Linked DNA regions of Rattus norvegicus: region 1 is linked to region 2. A link is a contact called in public Hi-C data. All regions are on one chromosome and are shown on one strand. Each heading gives the region's core, a stretch centred on a gene start, on an enhancer-like site or on the middle of the called end of the contact. The rest is flanking DNA. Distances are from core to core; before and after follow the strand shown.

Region 1 (2,839 bases), core at 109-2,608, 81 kb after region 2:
AGAAAAGGAAGCTTCTTCCACACAGGGAATTATAAGATTCTATAAGCATTTCTATGCTGCAGGTCTCTTCTTGTGACATCTTTCTTCACAGCCAGATCCTGAGATTCTCAGACTCACAAGAGGAGACCAGGAGGGTCCTGCTATCCACACTCACTTGGAGTGTGTGTGTGTGTGTGTGTGTGTGTGTGTGTGTGTGTGTGTTGTGTTTGAGATGTATATAAGTGTTCATATGTGTAGCCACATGTATGTGAATATGGTATGGGTATATGTATTTATGTGCGTGTAGACATAAGAGGTTGACAATGGATATCTTCCTCAATAGCACTCCATCTTGTCTTTTAAGACAGGGTCTCTCACTGAATCTTATGCTTACTAATTTGTCTAGACTGACTGGATCAAGGGCACTGAAGATGCACCTGACTCCTAGCACTTGGTTTGTAGAGTCTCACTGCCATGGCCCAATTTTATGTGGACCTTGGGATTGAACTCAGGTCCTTACACTTACAAAATATGAACGACTTTACTGCTCTGTCTTCCTTAGACTCTGTAAGTTGCCTTTTCTTTTAGAGATTTCAGTTTCACATCAAAAGCACTTTTCTTTTAGTATACAGCAACTAAACTGGGGAAAGAAATCTGAGTCGCAACCACTAAAGCATCGTATTGTAATCAGTCCTATGGTGTCACATGTTAGGTGAATATGATGTGTTCAGAAGATGGGTAATGTCAGCCCAGGAAGGAGCCTGTGCTAAGTATCTTGTCTGACAACCTTCCATTACTAAACAAAGGATACAGAAGTTGTCTCTGTTGTGAGCCTAAATCTTCAGGCTTTAGAAATGACCATGAGGTTGTAATAACCGGGCCACAACTGATGTGACCATCTGAAGCCTTCTTATACCTCTCTTTGTCTTCTACCAACTGAAAGTGGATCTGGTACTTACACAAGAAAGAGTATAAGAGGAAGAAACTCTTTCTTACTGTCCTTGTAAGCAAGTCACTGAGTTTTGTATATGGAGTGGCAAGATGAAGGGGTGATGCATCTTTTCCTAATTTTTTAACTCTTTTAAAATTATGTTGTCTTCATGACTGATGCTGCACCAGAATGTATTAATATATGTGGAGCGGAGGAAGAAAGTTGCAAATGGATGGCTGAAATGGTGAGTCATGGTGTGGCTAATACAAGGTATGATATGTCCTTTTTCCTCTTTAGATGGACACCAATGGCAGAAGAACCATCTGCCTCTTTGATGCTAATCATCTTAAATCTAAAAGGAGCTGTTTATTTAAAATTAAATCACTCATCTTAAGATCATAATAATCAGAGTGTGGGATGGCTGGATCTCCAGCAAGAAACAGAAAAAGATCTCTATAATGTTCATGAATGCACATGACATCTGTGCATTTTTGCAGACTTAAATTATATAGTTAGATGTGGCTGCAAATTACAGATACAAAACTAGGTACAATGTGGTCTTAGGAAGTTATGTAACTATTCTAACTTTGGTTTTCCTATCAGCAAAGTAATTCTGCTAAAATGTCCTCTCACTGCTGAGGGGTAAAGTGCACTAGAGTGCTAGTAATAATCTAGTAGACAGTCCATGACTTTCTGTCCTGCCAGTAAATTGTTCATTGTTATTAAGCTAACCACGTTATATTCAATGAAGGATGAGAGAGTACATAATCCCTTTCTTAAAAGATCCACATAATGGCCTTCCTGGGAAGACATGAGACATTTGAATGTGTTTTGCTTACTGAACTCCATGAAAACAGGAGTGCTAACACGTTTTTAGGTAGTCTTTTCATCCTGTGCCTTTATCCCTGTCTTGACTACTACTAGTATTTCTAGCTGCACTGCTTTAGAGAAAGATCTAGAATATTTTATAGGAGGGTTTTCTTCTGTGCATTCTCAGTAGAAATTCTAATTGTTCCTTTGCAAGGTAACAACTGATGAAGAGTCCTAGACATGCTTGGTGGGCTCAACACCTGCACTGCTACTTAATCTTCAGCACAGTGAGGTTATTGTAAAGCATGGCATTTTGTTTATATTTCTGTCTTGATCTTGTTTTTCTTGTTCTGAATGTAAGTGTTTCAACTATGATAGAGCAAGACCACCACAGAGACTGGCACAATAAAGGCTCTAAGCTCTTGGTAGTGCTAATTGCCCAAAAGATGAATCACAATGCAGAACAATGTACAAAATAAAAAACCATGTTGATCTTTGCGTTATTTTTTGTTGCTGTTTTTCATTTTGTTTTCCCTTTAGAAATATAACAAGGACTGGGAAGTGATTTTCTTACATTCTCACTCTTCTGAGCATGGGAATACATATCTAATACTCTGATCAACCCAAAAGTCTTAGTAAGGTCAGACTTAGTAAGTGTCCTGACACATGAAGATTATCTGATACACAATGATTAATGTTAATTCATTCCCAAATCATTCATTTCTGCTTAGGAATATTTTCTTTGTTTCTTTCTTTTTCTGTCTGTCTGTCTGTCTGCTTTTCTTTCTTTCTTTCTCTCTTTCTTTCTTTCATGTTTATTTATTTATTTATTTTATTAACTTGAGTATTTCTTATATACATTTCAAGTGTTATTCCCTTTCCCGGTTTCCGGGCAAACATCCCCCTACCCCCTCCCCTTCTTTATGGGTGTTCCCCTCCCCTCCCTCCCCCCCTTGTCGCCCTCCCCCCAACAATCTAGTTCTTTTTACATAAGGCCTGCGCGCTTTTGTCATGACTGACTTAGAACTCATCACAGCCATCAAACTGCCTAAGTCTCCCCGCTACTTGAGTTTCTGTCACTGGAGATTTCCCAGGTTTATGATAAATACTGCTTTGTGT
Region 2 (2,911 bases), core at 36-2,535:
TGAAGGCTTCACTGGACATTAAAAGCAATCAAATAAGTTAGGTATTTCTAAAATGCACAGATGGAGTAGCCACAGAATATTCATTCGTTTTTCCCCACACAAGACAGAGAAAAGAAGAAAAGGATGACAATTCTTAAGCACATCCAGAACATAAGGTAAACATTGTACTTTGAACTTGGAAAAGATCTTTTTGTCTTCCTGTCTTACCTTCCAGATAGACTAAGGCAGGGATGGGATATCCATGCATCCCAGGTGACTTTGTCACTTGTCTATCATAGAAATCAGTCCTCTCTCACATCTCACTAATTAGATATTTCTTCAGTTGTCTCTCTTGTCCTCTGGACCTCACCATAGTGAAGGATCTGGACAGTGGTCTCATTAGCCTTGGCCTTGCTCTCTTATGGGTTCTCTGTCATATCATTTTCTTTATCAAAGCTTTCTGTCGAAGACAGGAAGCTCACTAGAGCATTTTAGTACTCTATATAGAGAAACTCCTGCACGTTCTGGACTTTGTATACCCATGGAGACAGGATTGCAGAGAATTTGCAATGGCCTACTACTTGAAACCTACCAGAACCTAATTGAGTTGAGCCATTGTAATGATCAAGGAGTGTGTATCATGATGTAGAAAGATAGACATGAGGCTGCTTCAGGCAGAAAGCACTACGGTCCTATGAATATCTGAGTCACTTCTTTTGAGGTGGTCTTATCTGCTAGTCACCAGATCTCTTGTATTTGAAGTGAATACATCATCAAAATTCTGCCCATCTACATCAAAGGATAAGTGAGCTGTATCTTTGTTCTTTGCTGTGTATGTGTTTTCCCTCTTAACAACATGTTCAGGAAAGGAAATTTCTGAATCCTCAAGCTGTGCTTCTCATTTATTAAAAACCCAATCTTCATATTATTTCTATCTGATTAATTACTATAAAGCAATCAAGCGAAACCATGCCATGGCCTCTGTATTTTGTTTACAAATTGATTCTGACTGTCCTGTATGAGATTCCTAGCTCATTTTTTCTAAACCCCTCCTTTCATGGACAAGTAGCACATGAACACAATTCAGCCACGTTCCCTGCCATTTTATAACAAGGATGACCTTTCTTCAAGTTTCTAATAGCACATTTCCTATACCAAAGGGGATGTAGTTTTAACAAGGTGACATTTGAACAGAATTTGAAGGTAGTTACAGTCAGCCATGTGGACACTTGTGGGAACAGTGGTCCCTACAGAGGATGGTCCATGAGCCCGCCTCTGGCTTGAAAAATATCAAGAATTCTGTGTAAGCACAATAGAAGGAGAGCAGGAAGGATAGTGGACGAAAAGAAGGCAATGAAAGCCAGACCTCAGGTTAGTGGTCTGACATCACTTTTCATCTGAATGACACAGAGGTCATTCAAAAGACTTGAATCAAGAAATCGCCATGAAGCATCTCACATTTAAATGTCAAACTGCTTCTGTCATGTTGACAGAATTCAGCTTATGGAAATTATTTTTCATCAGAGTGCTAGATGAATTCAGTTAAGGAAATAAATTAGAGGATAGGGAGAGAGAGAGGGAGAGAGAGAGAGAGAGAGAGAGAGAGAGAGAGAGAGATAAAGAGAGAGAGAGATAGAGAGAGAGATCTTGGAGATGGCTAGCTTAGAAATCTTCACTATGGAGCAGTCAACATCTAAGTTATGGAAAGTGATTGCAGAGGAATAAAAGGAAAAATAAAACTGATGGAATTGTAAACTCAAGAAAAGAGAATAATCAACTCTTTAAGGTTTAGTTTGTTTAAATGCTGCTGAAAGTGACTCTCTCTCTCTCTCTCTCTCTCTCTCGTGTGTGTGTGTGTGTGTGTGTGTGTGTGTGTGTCTGTGTGTGTCTGTGTGTGTTTCAGTTAATGGGATTGAAATCAATATCATATGGAAATCTGCACTCTCAGTGTCAACTAAAGAGGAAAGAGAAGACAACAGAGACAAAGGCACTGGGAAGTCATTGGATGCATTTCCTGTGGAGAAAGGTGCGGAAACAGGAGAATGAAATGAGACAGAGGGTACTGTAGAGAGTCCCTGGGAAAGTGACATAAAAAGAATCTAAAGTAAGAAGTAGAGAGCAGAGCTTTCAATCCCAGCAGAAATGTTCTCTCACTCTAGCAGAAGGGACAACAAGTGTGTGGGCAGGTGGTGCTTATGCTACAGTACTTGTGGGTATTTTTAGATGTCAGCTCTCATCTGCTCATTCTGTTTGCTTGAAGAAGTATGCCGGGAAGTCATTAGCTGAGGATGAAGGCAAATGTGCTAGAAGTATGAAGGAGGCATGCTGGAGCCAATAAAGGAACTTACTAGCCAACAGTATTGCGCAGTGTAGTGTCCAAACTGATGCCAGTGTTCAACATTTGTCTGACTTAATTATCTATTCTGAAAAGAATCTACTCATGATGGTGTGTTTTTTCTTGAATACACTTTTTCTTATGCATCTGGAAAGAAAAATGAGTAGTTTGCTTTCACACGGAAGAGGGTTTTGTCAGGAACTGAGAAGGATGCTATATAAATATGTAAACTATTATTTAAAGTGTGTTTTAATGATGCAGAAATGATCATCCACTTCATATGACACACAAAAGAACAATGGAGTTTAGAGTACTTGTTCTTGATTATGTTGGAGGACCACTAAAAAAAAGGAGTTATTATCAGTGAACTAAACAAAAGAAACTTGGCCTTTTGGGGTAGGATATTTGAAATAATTGGCTACCTGAGTTGGGAATAGATTAACACAAAATTTAACATTGATCTGAGGTGAAGCATGTCATAAGCAGGTCATGGAGCGAGCTGATCACCTTGCAGCCCCTGTGAAGAGGAAGAGGTACAGAAATTGACTACTGGTGCCCAGCTCAACTTCTCCTTCTTATGAAATCTGAGGTGCAATA

The links. A called contact is a pair of places that touch in the nucleus more often than the background predicts.
Region 1: a Hi-C map of frontal cortex shows a contact between it and region 2, with 2.6 times the contacts expected there. The contact joins two enhancer-like sites.

Annotation. Positions count from the first base shown.
Region 1 is chr17:75,106,568-75,109,406 of GRCr8, forward strand. No RefSeq gene overlaps it. Among named protein-coding and RNA genes, the nearest start is that of Celf2, 1.2 Mb to the right of the region's middle. Within about 2 kb of position 1,359, at least 5 of the 93 cell types and tissues checked have an H3K27ac peak or open chromatin away from gene starts, as enhancers often do.
Region 2 is chr17:75,025,261-75,028,171 of GRCr8, forward strand. No RefSeq gene overlaps it. Among named protein-coding and RNA genes, the nearest start is that of Celf2, 1.3 Mb to the right of the region's middle. Within about 2 kb of position 1,286, at least 16 of the 93 cell types and tissues checked have an H3K27ac peak or open chromatin away from gene starts, as enhancers often do.